4 separate regions of the Mus musculus genome follow, and all the other regions are linked to region 4. The links are chromatin contacts, called in public Hi-C, HiCAR-type and promoter capture Hi-C maps. All regions are on one chromosome and are shown on one strand. The core of a region is the stretch at or near the end of the contact, and the rest is flanking DNA. Distances in the headings are between cores, read along the strand shown.

Region 1 (3,464 bases), core at 450-2,949, 1.6 Mb before region 4:
TAATGCTCTGGTCATCACATATTGCCCTTCGGATACCAACTTCTTTAAGTAGTGTCTGACTTCCTTCTGTTATTCTCTCATCTCATCTTTGATATTCATGAGGACCTCAGCCAGCAGTAGCCATACCTTTCTAATGGCTTATATAAAGCCTCCAGAGAGAGATTTTCCTAGTGTTACCTCAGTTTATACATCTTTGTGTCAAGGGGGAATAGGATGTTTTATCAGTCTGTTTCTTCATTTTCATGGCACTCATATTGATCCTATCTGACCCATAACGTTAGAAGCCACGATGTGAGGGACTTTTCCATTCTTGTTTAAAGATTTCCCCAATTCAGTTTAGACAGAAGGTATTTCCTCTCCACCATCATTTCCTAAAGGGTAACTATTGTGTCCCTTGTCTGCATGATGAGTCACAGCTACTCTGCTTTCAGATAGAATAATATTGCCTATGTTAAAGGGCTAATGTGAAAGCTCATGCCATACATTCAATATAGTATAACTTTGGAAAGGTTCTGTGCCCTGAGAGCTAAATCATCCTTGTTATAGCTTCCTCATGAAGAAAACCCTCTTAGCAGCTAAAGAAAGAAAGGGAAGAGCAGAAACGTTGTTTGAAAGTGATATAAAATACTTCATGGGCTTTTGTGGTTCTGAGCATAGCTTATGGTCAATATTGAATAACACCTAGGACTTTTGTAGTTCTTTTCAACTGTCTGGAATATGTCTGGGAGACTATAGCACCTTCGTTAGGACTATGGAACTCTGAAATGTTTCTCTTTCAAGCCACATTCAGGCAGATGGTGATTTTCCTTTATGTTTCTCTAAAACCCCTTTGTTGTTGTTGCCAAAGAGAAATTGCAAACTTTTTCTTATACAATAAAAATTTTTCAGTTTAACATAACATCATTTCCCTCCTCCTCCTCGTCCTCCTTGTCCTCCTCCTCCTTCTTCTCCTTCTTCTTCCTCTTCTTCCTCTTCCTCCTCTTCCTCTTCTTCCTCATCTTCCTCCTTTCCTTTTCCTCCTCCTTCTCTTCTTCTTCTTGTTAGCTTTAATAGTACATGTTTTTCAGGACAAGGGTTGGAAGATTTTCCTGTGAAAGAACAAATAGTGAATTCCTTTTAGACTTGTGGGACATAAGTTTTGTGTCATTAACATCTTATTCAGCTGTCATAGCACAATAGCAGCCCTAGGCTTTCATATGCATGTACACATGCACAGGCACATACATACATACATACATACATACATACATACGTACATACATACATACATACAACTCTCTCTCTCTCTCTGTCACATGACCGGATGACCAGGAGTGGCTGCATTCCAGTGAACTGCTGGATTGGTTTGGCCTGTTGGCTGAATCTAAAGTTGCCATTGTCATCCCTTATTTAGAGCATGGCTACTTAAGCTGTGGCCTGCAGCATCCAAGCGTTTTATCATCGTGTGGGAGTCCTTGGAAAGGATAGGCTCTGGCTCTATCTACCCTAGCCTGTTGTCTCAGGATCCGTGTTCTTAAAAGATTTCCAGGTGATTCATATGCATTTGCATTTGTCAAGCCATGGCTGCAGATGGACAGCACAGGGAGACATCTGGGAGTGTATTGTATCATGCTCAGTGGGGTTGGCTGTCTTCTCAGAGTGTAGCTGTGAGCCTTTTGCTCCGCCTGCTACATCCTCACCCACTAACCGCATGCTCTGCTTCGGCTGTCAGCTTGCCTTGCCACCTCCTCAGCCTAGCAGCTGCTCATTCCCCAGTTTCTGTGTCCTCATGGGAGGTTGTTGGGAACTCGTCAGATGAGAAGGCTTTGGCTTGCTTGCATCTCTGCTGAATACATGGCGTGCCTTACTTACAAGGCAGCCCAGTGTATCACCCACCCCCCCTTTGCTGCAGCATCTCTTTCAAGAGTCAAATGTAAATATAAAAGGAAGTCCAAGGCACATTTCTCTATGCATACCGGGATATGGGATATTATATGCAATCATTATTAACTGTTTAGTAATGTAATATTGGCAGTGAGTTTCTTCCTTGGAGATACCCGTCAAGTGGCCGCCATTTCTTTCTCATATCATGGCTGCCCTCTGCCTTTGGTGAAGCCGATGATCATCAAAAAGAAGACCAATGAGTTTATCCATCATATGTTAGACTGGTAAGTCAAAATTAAACAGAAACCCTGAGGTATGGACAATAAGTTATGGAGACATTTAAGGGCCAGATCCTGATGGTCCACACCAGTTAGGGAAGCAATATGAAAACAAATCATTATCCCCTTAGCAGCTTCTGGAAATTTCTAGTCCATAAGGTCAAGGAACTGGAAGTGTTGCTGACGCTCATGAAATCTTACTGTGCTGAGATCTCTTACAACATTCCCTCCAAGAACGGCAAAGCCAACATAGAACCGTACAGCTAGTCATCGGAGTCACTAATCCCAATGCCAGGCTGTGCACTGGAAAAAAAAAATGAGTAGATGGCTCATGTGCATATTTTATTTGTGCTTAAGTAAAGCCACAGAAACTACAAGCAATAAATAAATAAATAAACAAACAAACAAACAAACAAACAAACCAGCAAGTCTAAAAAGAAGCACTCTGAGAGTGCTGGAGATTGCAAGGCAATTGAGCTGCTTCAGAATTTTCTTAAATGGAACCCAGAGGCCTTAATTATGATGTATATTTCTTCAGGTGAAGCTTTCAAATAAATCATAATAGGCAATTATATAATTTTCCTGCTGTTCCCCACCCCCTTAACTTTATCCTTCCCTATTAATACAGGTTCCTCTCATAATAAACTGGCCCATGCTGGGTTGATTTGCATAGGTGCAAGCTGACTATTTAGCCTTGAAATCTGATTACAAAGTCTCCCTAGAAGAGCCGCCTAGGCTGTACTGAATATCCTGCAATGGAGAATGGAGAGAGTTGGCTTTGGCTCTCACTGAGCAGTTGCCTGTCTTCATTAGCTAACAACTTTTCCACCTGGAGCAGAGCATCTCCCACGTAGCAGCTTCTCAGTAAGTATTTATTGCAGTCCTGCCCTCTTGTAGGGCAGTATTCCATACTTGGCAGCGCTCAGTCCTCAAATTGCTTATGGTAATTTCTACTTCTGTCTTCTGTCTTGTGAAACCCTATGCAGGAGATAATGAAACTAAATATAACTTACCGAGTCTTGCACTATACTTTGGTTTCCTCGTTTAGCCTCTACTATATGCAATTCCTATTATTTGTCCCTAGTTTAAAGGTGAACAAACCAAGGCTTTGAAGGAACAACTTGTTTGAAGTCCAAGAATTAGAAACAGAAGGGACAGAGAATTGAATCCAGGCAGCACAATTGGAAAGTAAATGTTTACCAGTGGCATGGCACAGGACTCATGACAGAAATTTAGCATGCTTTGGGATTTTCAGTGGCTAGCATTTGTAGAAAATTGCAAGAATCTGTTTCAAAGTGACTCCCGTACTCTTGCGGCTCATGT
Region 2 (3,706 bases), core at 862-3,361, 1.8 Mb before region 4:
CTGAGTGGGAGAGGAAGGGTGCCAAAACTCAGAACTGGGGGTGGGTGGGTGGGGGAAGGATGTTTCCGCATCTCCTAGACAGTCCAAGGTTGGCAATTCCACAGGAAAAATTGGCAAAGGCAACATTTACAAACCTGGCAAGAGGCACAGGTCCCAACAGGTGTATACCATCAAACCTCCTCTAGTCGACCCTCAGGTGACAGTTCCGGTCGCTGCGGACTTTGGAAGGTGACTTTACTCTTGCCAAGATTGTTTAATAAGTAACCCACACAGGCTAACTGCTCTAGAAGCAAGCACCTAACTTATTCCAGGAAACCCGACCTGCTATAGTCCAACAGGCGCCCCCCTCTGGAGAAATAGGGGCTACCCCAAGCCACCTGTTCTCGGGCAGATGAAAACCAAAACAGTGCTCTGGCCGCATCTGCCATTTGGACTGCGTAGTCATGGCTTGCTTTTTCTGCATCGCGGCGAAAAATTTGGGTCTTAAACTTGGAGCCTTAGGTGAAGTCAGAAGCCCACGAACATTTCACAGCGAATCACGACACCACCATTTCCAGGCAAAGTCTTTAGCCTTCCCAGGTTAGCTTTAGTCTCCACTCTTTTGTGGTCAATGGCCTGCCTGCCCTTAAAATTTTGCCACCCCTGAACTTTCCGTAGAGATGAGGTGCCCTGTCTCCGGCCATCGCCCGGGTTGTGGGCCCTCCATATGCGTTTAGCTCGCCTCTGAAAGTCCTTTGGACCCTCTCGCAGATCTCCTAGCTTTCGAGAACTTTGCCTCCAATCTCTCGTTTCAGATTCGCTGGGGATAAGATCTGAGAAATGCGCCCTGGGCCACAAGCAGCCTAGGAGGCGGGCTCAGGAACAACTTTCCCTCCGCCCTCTAACCACAAGCCCCGGGTGGGGCGGCCTAGCCAGGTCCCGAACTCTGTCCTTCCCCAGCGGGGATCCCGGACTCGAGCCTGCGCAAAGGCCAGCGTGAAAGGCCCCGCGAGCGGCGAAAGGGACTTCCTTCCCCGCTGGAGCCCCACCAGATGTTAAGAGGCGCAACAATAGTGGAACCGCAGAGAAACAAAAGGCCATTCACTGGGTTACAGGAGAATGGCTCTGTCGCCCCGTCTCTGCGGGGAAGACTTGCAGAGGGTCTGAAAGGGGGCTGGAAGAAATCTGAGTGGTCTAGAGCCTCTGCCACGCTCCAGGAGGCGGGAACCGCTCTTTACCATTAACAACCCCATCCTGGGGGTCCAGTGGTGGGGAGGAGAAATGAAGGGAAAGTTTAGTTTTCACCTTCTCCGGTGCAGAAAAGGGAGGAGCAACGATCCCAGATGTTTGACAGTTGTTGGTCCAAAAGTTGAGCAAAATTTACTTATTCTTAATACCTCCCTTGATGAGGCATAGGTAGCCAGGGAGGACAAATCGAGACTGCGCTGTAGCCCTCCCTACACAGCCCCACGCCGAGCCTGCTCTGGGATCCAGGAGCGTTGCCCTGTTTAGATGCACTTTGTAAAAGTTTCTCTTCCCGCCGCTTCAGGCCGACGCGCACCCCACCCGCATCTGAGATTCAGAATGGGTCCCGGGTGAGATCTGCACCCTTTAGGGGGAGGGAGGGGGTGTATTTCAGATCAAAGCCACAGACCCCCTGGGTGGGAACTGGACTCACATTCCAGCCCGGGAAGTGCGTACCCGGAGGCAGAGGAAAGCCAAGAAGCCCGTACTGCCTAAACCAGACTCCAACCCCGGAAGCTCGCGGAGGAGGGGTGAGGACTGGGGTCCGCACGACTGATCCTCCCTAGGTGTGCCCCGCACCTCGGCCCTCCAGGACACAATCCGAAGCGGGAAGCTGCGACTGCGCCTCCACACCACTCTTGGAAGGATCTCTTACCGTGGGGTTTTAACCTTCTGCCTAGGGCCCTGCTGGTTTCCTTCACGCCGGCAGCAGTTTCTGGAGCCGGAGAAAAAGAGTGAGCTCCTCCAGCCAGAGCAGCGATGCTTGCAGATTCACGCGAGGGGTTTCTGACCAGCACGCGTGACTCCAGATGCAGCGACCACGGCTCTGGTGCGGCCCCCACATGCACCCAGCGCGCCGCGCAGCTCGCCCGGGCGCCACTGCAACTCACCGGCTCAGAGCGGAGTCCCCTGGTGGCCTTCTCTGGAAAGGCAGCTACGCGGGGGCAAGAGGAGTCCTGTTGCCCTTAGGATCCTCTAATCTCCACAAGAGCCTGAGACAATGAGCAGTCTAAGTCTCTCAACTTTGGTCCGCTGCCCAATGTAGGTAGAAAGATGTCAGAGTAGAAAAGATGCTGCTGTCCTGGTTGGTCTTTGTCAACTTGACACAACCTTGATATATTTAGGAGGGAATTTTGACTTAAAAAAAAAACCCCTCATAAAATACCCTATTAATAAGTCTGTCCAGCATTTTCTTGATTAATGACTGTGGGTTGTGCCAGCGTTGGGCAGGTAGTGCTGGTGGGTATAAGAAAGCGCCTCGCGTGGATCTACAAGCATCGCTGCTCCGGCTGGAGGAGCTTACTCTTTATCTCCTGTCCCAGAAGCTGTTGCCTGTGAGAAGGAAGCCAGCAGGGCCCTAGGTGGAAGGTTAAAATCCCATGAGAAGCAAGCCAGCGAGCAGCATTCCTCCATGGCGTCTGCTTCAGTTCCTGATTCCAGGTAACTGCCTTGAGTTCCTGTTCTTACTTCCCTTTGCGGCGGACTGTGCATAAACCACATAAGCCCTTGCCTCCTCCAGTTGCTTCTGGTCATGCTGTTTTATCACAGCCATAGACACCCCAACTGAAGTCCACAAGAGCTTTTTCCAAGGCATCCAGAAAGGGCCAAATGACTTACGCTTCTCCAAAATGTTCTGCCAGCTGTAAAATGCCGTGGACTGCCTGAAACACCTTGGAAAGCAGCATTAAACCATGACAAAAATGCGTGGAAGTCGTAACTACCTCGCCGGGTGATTATGAGTAAACCAATTATGAGACGTACTCTTAGTTCTTGGGAGGAGTCTTCAAACATGAACTGAAAGAAAAAAAAATGAGGTGGATGTGTCAACCTGCTTTTATTCTCCTATAAACATCTTGATGTGTGCCGGCTGGGTAGTATCAAATGACTTGATTAGCGATCACATTCCGTAACTTCTGCTACACGTTTGAAAGAATGAAAGTAAATTAGGTGAAATTTAGGAGATATATTTCCATACTCGACTCCTGTTAGCCTTTCCATCACAAAAGTCTCTCTATATGTGGTGCCTTACTTGGCTCACACAAATGCTTGGAAAACTCCTGCTACGGGGCCTTAGCACTTGCTATGCTCCCTGCCTGGGACAGTCTTCTTAACTGTTCAGTCACATCATGGCTCAGAGACTACCCTTTTCCCTCCATTTCTTTCCTCAGAGGCCTCCCTTTCAACCCCATTCATCCCCCCCAAGACATCCCTTCTCAGATACCCCACTCCAGTTTTCTCTATGAAATGTATCACCATAAGACACACACACACACACACACACACAAATACTGCTTTTTGCTCACTCCCTATATTAGTGTTCTATGGGGGAAATAGCCAAACTTAAAGTTAAAACAGCTGAAGACAAAATGAGCAGAGCTGGAGAGGTGGTATAATAGTTAAGAGCACTTGCTGCTTTTCCAGAGGATCCTAAGTTGGTTCCATTATCCGCTGCCAGCAGCTCGCAGTCACCCATAACTCTAGT
Region 3 (3,367 bases), core at 277-2,776, 1.1 Mb before region 4:
CATGTCAGATGACTGATCTGAGCCTACTCTGAAGCCACACAATGTATAATCTACTATATCAACACGTTTCTCTTTTCTTCAAATTTCAAGCATTTTTCAAACATAAAAATGAATTCATAAATGCACTCTTTATAATTAATTTATGCATATGTTGGTAAGCATTAAGAACCTGGGCAGAATTAAAACATATATGAAGTTTTGTAATGGACAGAAGATGGTTATACATGAAAGTGACGGTTTAAAGTGGACATTAGCTGACTGAGATTTTGTAATCAACCACTGGTTACTAATTATTTTTTCAAAAGATAAAAATAGACACAGATTCTAATTGAAGTAGAAATAAACATGTGTTTGTACATTCAGCCTTAAATACAATATCATAGTAATTATTATATTATAATAAATAATCAATAAATAAATAAATAAATAAATAAATAATAAAGTCATAGTATCATCAGTGTTATTCATGCTAAGCTTTTAGAAATATGCCAATATGCATCAGGAAGATTCTGTCAACACATTGAGTGTGCTTTCAGCAGGGTTATAACCTAAATATACAATAAATGAACTATAAAATAGAAAATTATTCCCACCATTTTAAGAAGAGACTCACTTGTTCTTGAGTCTCTGATAACTGAAGACTGAGTTGATTTTGGCAAAGTCTGAATTTTAACAAGTAACCATCAGGAGAGGACTGCGTTTCAGCACCCAGGACAGCAACCATCAGCCCTGGATATAAGATAACTCCAAATCTGATGAGGATGGATTCAGAAAACAATAATTTAAATGCGATAACGCTGAGATCTTAAGTCTAGAACATCAGCTTAGCTGTCTGGCTGTTCTGTGTTTAAAACTATAACAATCTTCATTATTTATCAAGCTGAGATATGCTTATCAACCTTTCTCCAATAAGTAGAAAATCAACCACCACAGTTATCTTCACCACAAAAATATGGGTGTTGAGTAAAGCAATCTGACAAACAAGCTCACTGAAGCTCTCTCCTCAAATTCAAAATAATTCAACCACAATTAATTAATTTCCATTATACCATATTTTTTCCTTAGGTGGTACACATCATGGGGAAAAAAGTGGAACCAACAAAAACTGCAATTTACTCTTTAAAGTGAAGAGATATACTTAAAATTCCAGTCAGAAATGGTACCCTAAAAGGTAATATGGCAACTTAACAAGTACATTTCCCTTAAAACAAACTAACGAGAAATAGGATTGATGCTAATGGAACTGAGGAGGGAATTAAATAGAGTATAAAAGCTTATTCTGCTATCCCAAGCACAAAGAAATGTGGAAAACCAATCTAAGGTAATTCAGTTCATCACAAAAACACATTGTCCAATTGGAGGTACTGTGAATAATACCTTAAGGCCTGTCACAATAGATGGGAACAGTCTTTCTTTTATTCTTTTATTCTGAAGCAATCTCTTTGTGAAACTTTATTTGTATAGCTAACAATCTGAATGAGGGAGCGCTTGTGAGGATGTGTGCACAGTTATCGTTGCCAAGGAAACCGGGTCTTAATTTCTAGTGGCTGAATGCCAAGGAAAACAGGCTACAGAGGGACAGAAGAAACTTCATGCGACTGAATTTGTTGGAAATATTCCATGTGTTAAAAGATTCTGCTTTGGAGCTCAAAATTGGAAGATTGCAATTCTCTCCTCCCTCCTCTTATACTCTTGGATTAAATGCAATACAAATAGCAATTTGATTTTTAGTTGCTCTAACAAGATGGTGATTATCATTCACAAAAAATTTTATACTTAAAATAGAAAAAAATAATGAATGCAGGTCCCTCTTCAATTCCCATGGAACTAACACATAATTATCCTTTTGACAGCTCAAGCCAGTTTTGGGAGAAAGCTTACAGTTTCAATTTACAAGGTGGTTCTTGCCCAGGCCTGGTATTTGTGTGCTTTGTGTGGTATTATTTAGTGGCTCACCACAGTCCTACAGTCCCTGGAACAGAAGAGACAGGAAGAAACAAAACCTCACATCATCATGTTAAAAAAATATACAGATTTCATATTGATTTATTTAGAATTTGTCTGCTTTGATTTGTGATTTTTTGGAAGGAGGGAGGGTATATTTACCTACAAATTTATATTTTAAATGTTATTGATGACTTTGGGGTTTAGAAGGAAAAATCAATTGTAGTCTATAAATCTGTAGCAAAAATCCTATAAAACATACTAGGAAGAAATAGGAGAAAAGAGGATGAAATACAGGGGAAAGTGCCTTGGAGAAGAATGTGTGTGATGCCTCACACTGCAGAGGCATTTCCCCCCCTCCAGCATCAAACAGACTCTCCAAAGTTGACTCACCTATACCCAAACTTAAAGTAAATTTTGGATACTGGTGAATAGCTTCAGTTTTCCTTCTGCCACACAATAGAGGCTGACCCTGAAATGGTCCCTCTCCTTGCTCTTACAAATGGTTTAGCCTCTTTAAAATTTAAATATGTTATCTTTGATTCTCTTTGCTCCTTTCTGCATTCGTAATCTTTGTTGAGTTTGGTTGCATTCCCATGGTACCTTCTGAGGAACAAAAGGACCTAGTCCTTTTTGTACCTGGAGCTACTGCAGCCAGTAGATAGGCAATCTAAATGGAATCAGCAGAGTCTTCCAGCAGCCAGCCACAGGACAATAGGACAGAAAAAAAAGTGTAAAATGTGTCTGTGTAAGAATGCTCCACCGAGAAATACCCTACCACTTCTGAAATATATCTTCGAGAAATTGTTTTACTTGAGGAAAAAATAAAATCTCTTCTAAAGATTACCAAATAAAGGAAATCCAGATGCCTCAAAAACCCAGTTTCTCCCCCTTCTCCCCTTAGAATTCAAATCTGTGGGAATCAGTGTGAAGACTTCAAGATGACTGAATTATATATTCATCCTTGCTGTCATTAAAATAAAAATCTTACAAATGTAATACTTAATGCTTTTTTTACTTTCATAAGAATGGAAAAAATTTATAGAGTTGCCAAGTGTGAGTGTGTTTTAGTTATTCATTTTATGTTTGGGAGAGAGGAAAGGATGAACTAACTTTCCTGGGAAATCTGAATCACGAGGGCTACACTTCTAGACTTCAAGACAGCAGAAAATGGAATTTCCTCTTAGTGTGTTCCTTTATGTCACTGTCTTCAGTTGCCTTAGACAGGACCTAAGGTAGTTTAACATAAAACACAGCAGTGTGTGCTTTATTAACATTTAGATTGATTACAATTCATTAGAAAAACCATTAAAATAAATTTATGCAAAGATAGATTTAACCTGTAGGATACTCTTAGTAGCAATACAGGTTTTAGGATTATTAAAACATATTAAGAATTCCTAATGAAATGTCTACATCTACA
Region 4 (3,326 bases), core at 772-3,271:
AATCCCTACTCATCCTTTACCCTACTCTCTAAGTCTTACAACAGCTTTCCTCTGTTCTCAGAGAAGGTCCCTTGGGCTAGGAGCTCAGTCAAAGGCTGAATGGGCGACTTCCCAAGCAGGTGACAAGGAAAGGGGAGGGAGAGCAGAGGGTGTGGTACTCCCTTTTCTTCACCACACCCCAACCCTGGGATTTTGCACTCTGGTCCATCTCAGCTCAGAGGGGACCTAGCAGGTCGCCTTGCTGAGCTCCAAGCAATTAGTGATGGCCAGCCACTGGGCACTCTCTGGCAACAAAATTATATTAAGTAGGAAACATTTTTTTAAAATAGACACAAAACTTGCCTTTAAAGGAAGCAAGTGTCCAGAGTAGCAGGCAAAACCAAGGATTAGTTCATATGATCCCCAGAAAGCCACAGAGAAAACGGAAAGGCTCCTTAGAAAGGGACCTCACAGATTACCTCCCACCCTTCCCTTGTTGCCCTTTGAGACCTGAGAAGACCTTGGGTTGGGTTGGAAGGGGAGAGAGAGGCTTTACCTCCTGGGGATGCCCTCAGGGCGCTGACTATGGTTGCATCCCCGAAGTGGCTCTGGCTCCCCGCACCGCTTTCCAGAGCACAGCCTGGGTTCCGACTCGCCTCCCGAAGACGGGGCGCCCAGCTGGGTGGTGCGCCGGGACTCGGGCTCACGTCTCCCGCCCAGGCTGGGTTGGACCCCCTATGCCGCGCCGCCTCAGCCACCAGGCTCGCTCGTCGAGCAACCACTCCACCGCCCGGCGCCCCCACACCCACCGGCTCCGCCGCGCCCGCTGGGAGCCTCTAGCGGAGGCCAAGCGAACCGCAGTTTACCCGCGGAGCTTGTGCTCCGACGCCGGCTGCTGCAAGGGCAGACCCGGCCGCCCTGTGCACTTCCCGAGCTCTGCATCCCGCCAGCCTGCTCCATCCTCACCTGCCACTCAATTCTTGACAAGACCCGGGCCCACTGCTCCCTATCGCAAGGATGGGATAGGTGTGAGGAGCTAGAGAAACACCTTACCAGAACAGAAAATCAAAACAAAACAAGAGCCAAGCCCAGATGTAAATCAGCCTGGACAGAAGATCCAGTTCCAGATGCAGTTCCCAGTAGGTATCCAGAAGTGTGCAGAAAGGACACTCCCTTTTGCCGACCGGTTCTCAACCATCTGCACCGGCTGGTCTGGCTGGTCTTCCACTTACCAGCCGGGAGCCATTCACACGGGTTGTGCAGCTGCGTGACAACAGCCCAGGGGGTTCCATGTAACTTACCTTACCCCCGCCGCATCCCAGCATCTATTTTAAGTTATTCTCTCAGGAGATTCAAGCGGCTGGGTTGCGGTCTCTTACCTTGACATGTTGTTCATGCCCCTTCGTGTCCTTAAAATCCAAAGCCAAGGAGGATGAAGCTCACAGGAGTCTCCGGGCTTCTTTAGGCGTCCTCCTGCCTCAGCTCTGTCAGCTTTTCCTTTCAAAGGGGTCAGGAAGGGAATGTCGGTTCTAAAGCCCTGACAGTCTAGGTGTCTCCAAACCCTCACGCCTGTGGCGACTGATACAGGGACAACCTTGGATGGCCGTGGAAACCTTCCCTGTCCCTGCTCAGGCAACTTGGCTGCGGATCCAGTTTTCTTCCGTGACCCCACAGATGCGTCGGATAGCCAAGCTGGGTACGCCGTCAGGAGCCGGGGCTCCTCTCTGATTCTCGCCACCGCACCCCTCCCCCTGCTCCCGCCAAGTGGGAAGAAAACCTGCGCTCAGGCAGGTTCGGTGCAGAGCAGGTGCTGGCAGCAGAGCCACGCCGAGGATCGCGCTCCACCACCAAGGCGTCTTGGCTACAGCCCTTGCGCCCAAGCGTCTGCGCCAAGGAAACTTTGAGCGGAGGCCGGAAAGCCAAGGGATGGGTGGTGGAAGGCCCTGTGAGGTGGCTGAGGAGCTGGGAAGGAGAGACACCGGGCGGGCGGCGGGCTGCTGGGTCCCGGCGGCCACACTCAGCGCGCGGACTGCGCGCACACACGCCCGGCTTACACGCACCGCTCACACGCACACTCCCGCGCGCGCGCACCAACACGCACGCCCAGCCTCGCGATCGCGGCCCCAGGCCACAGGCGAGAGCCAGAAGAAAGCCTTCACCGGGGGTTCCCAGAATGGGTAGGCTGGCGACATCGTCCCTCCTCTACAGTTAAAGGAGTACTTTAGTCCGATTTGTCACCTCCCATCTCCCCGCCCTGTCTCGAGTCTCCACTTCTGGCTGTTTCCTGTGGTCAGCTCTTCTCCAGGTACCCTGAACGTGGAGAGAGCAGGACTTCAGACACTTTCCCATCACCACCCTTCCGGGGCACCAGAGCCCTTCTTCGGTGGAGTGTCTGCTACACCTTCCTAAGGAGAAAGGGGCTCCTTGACATCCTTTAAACCGAAGAGCCTGGGCATCATTTCTTGAACAGAATCTTGCGACATCCCCTTGTGCTCATTCCCGGTGTAACTTTGTCTCAAAGAGCTCCTGAAGTTCACTTACATGCTCTTGCAAAGAACTGCTCAGGGACTTGTGTTAGGCAGCTTTTGGATCAGGACTCATTTCAGGTTTTCTGCTTTTATTAAAAACTGGATGGTAGCAAGCGAAAGACTCAGCGGGAGAAAGGTGTGGGGATGGGGCAGCATGGAGATTCAGCCCATTTAGTTTCCCTTTCCAAAATTTTGGCAAGAGGTTGTGGAATATGTCTCCTGGTAGCTCCTACTGCACTTACTCAGTACTTAAGGCAGGGATGCCTGGTTACTGCACAAATGGGCCCGCTAAACCACAATGTGAAGAAATCAGAGATCCGCCAGAAGTCCCTGCAAAGAATCCACCCTCTGGAAGTTTGTCTTGCTTGGACTGGAGAGCAGGAAATCATTCCGGAAAAAAACGGAAACTTTTGCTACGATGGTTTCTTGATTGTTTTATTTTGTTCCTTTATTTGGAACCCTGATTTTTCTTTATATGCCGCGCTCGAGTTCACCAAAGCTTTGCTGCAATTATTCTGTTTCCCAAGTACTGGAAAGGCTGGGAGGCTGCAGGTTTCTCTTTCAATGTCTTTCCGAAATCTCTGTGGATAGAGACAGAAAACGAAAAGTGATACTGCATAGAGATGGCGCTAGGACCCTTTGCAGGAGGGACGTGCGCCACTCCCCCGCTGTTTCTACAAGAGCTTATTCTCTCAAGATCCAGGGTATTTTGAGTGGTCCTTTCCCAGTTGAGTTAGAAGCTGGCTGGCTGAGAATAAGAAAATACAGTATGTGAGCACTTGGAGGAGAAACTGTAGGTTGCAATAGTGGAAGGGAGGA

The links. Promoter capture Hi-C pulls out the DNA fragments that hold promoters and counts their contacts. Hi-C and Micro-C count contacts between places; a contact is called where the count stands out from the background. HiCAR-type assays count read pairs that join an accessible place to other places.
Region 1: a contact with region 4 is called in a promoter capture Hi-C map of hippocampal neurons, with 12 times the contacts expected there. The contact joins the enhancer-like site here to the promoter of Lingo2 in region 4. A contact is called at or near these places in 7 of 39 promoter capture datasets (cranial neural crest, frontonasal cranial neural crest, hippocampal neurons and 4 more) and 6 of 115 datasets of contacts at active chromatin or transcription factors (VIP interneurons, embryonic forebrain, embryonic hindbrain and 3 more).
Region 2: a contact with region 4 is called in a HiCAR-type map of astrocytes, with 3 times the contacts expected there. The contact joins the promoter of Mob3b here to the promoter of Lingo2 in region 4. A contact is called at or near these places in 1 of 39 promoter capture datasets (embryonic stem cells) and 1 of 115 datasets of contacts at active chromatin or transcription factors (astrocytes).
Region 3: a Hi-C map of cortical neurons shows a contact between it and region 4, with 2.6 times the contacts expected there. The contact joins the enhancer-like site here to the promoter of Lingo2 in region 4. A contact is called at or near these places in 3 of 39 promoter capture datasets (hippocampal neurons and liver), 1 of 484 Hi-C or Micro-C datasets (cortical neurons), 2 of 115 datasets of contacts at active chromatin or transcription factors (VIP interneurons and embryonic forebrain) and 1 of 9 other capture datasets (liver).

Annotation. Positions count from the first base shown.
Region 1 is chr4:35,399,027-35,402,490 of GRCm38.p6, forward strand. No RefSeq gene overlaps it. Among named protein-coding and RNA genes, the nearest start is that of Gm33672, 71 kb to the left of the region's middle. Within about 2 kb of position 1,700, at least 13 of the 459 cell types and tissues checked have an H3K27ac peak or open chromatin away from gene starts, as enhancers often do. A contact at or near this core is called in hippocampal neurons, where this site is marked.
Region 2 is chr4:35,155,373-35,159,078 of GRCm38.p6, forward strand. It overlaps Mob3b (MOB kinase activator 3B), which reads right to left and starts at 2,112. Exons shown (of 4, transcript NM_178061.5): 1 at 1,880-2,112.
Region 3 is chr4:35,884,440-35,887,806 of GRCm38.p6, forward strand. All of the region lies in intron 7 of Lingo2 (leucine rich repeat and Ig domain containing 2), which reads right to left. Among named protein-coding and RNA genes, the nearest start is that of Gm33672, 560 kb to the left of the region's middle. Within about 2 kb of position 1,527, at least 19 of the 459 cell types and tissues checked have an H3K27ac peak or open chromatin away from gene starts, as enhancers often do. A contact at or near this core is called in cortical neurons, where this site is marked.
Region 4 is chr4:36,949,723-36,953,048 of GRCm38.p6, forward strand. Lingo2 (leucine rich repeat and Ig domain containing 2) reads right to left here and starts at 2,022. Exons shown (of 8, transcript NM_001165999.1): 1 at 1,359-2,022. Gm12371 (predicted gene 12371) reads left to right here and starts at 3,244. Exons shown (of 2, transcript NR_151511.1): 1 at 3,244-3,326.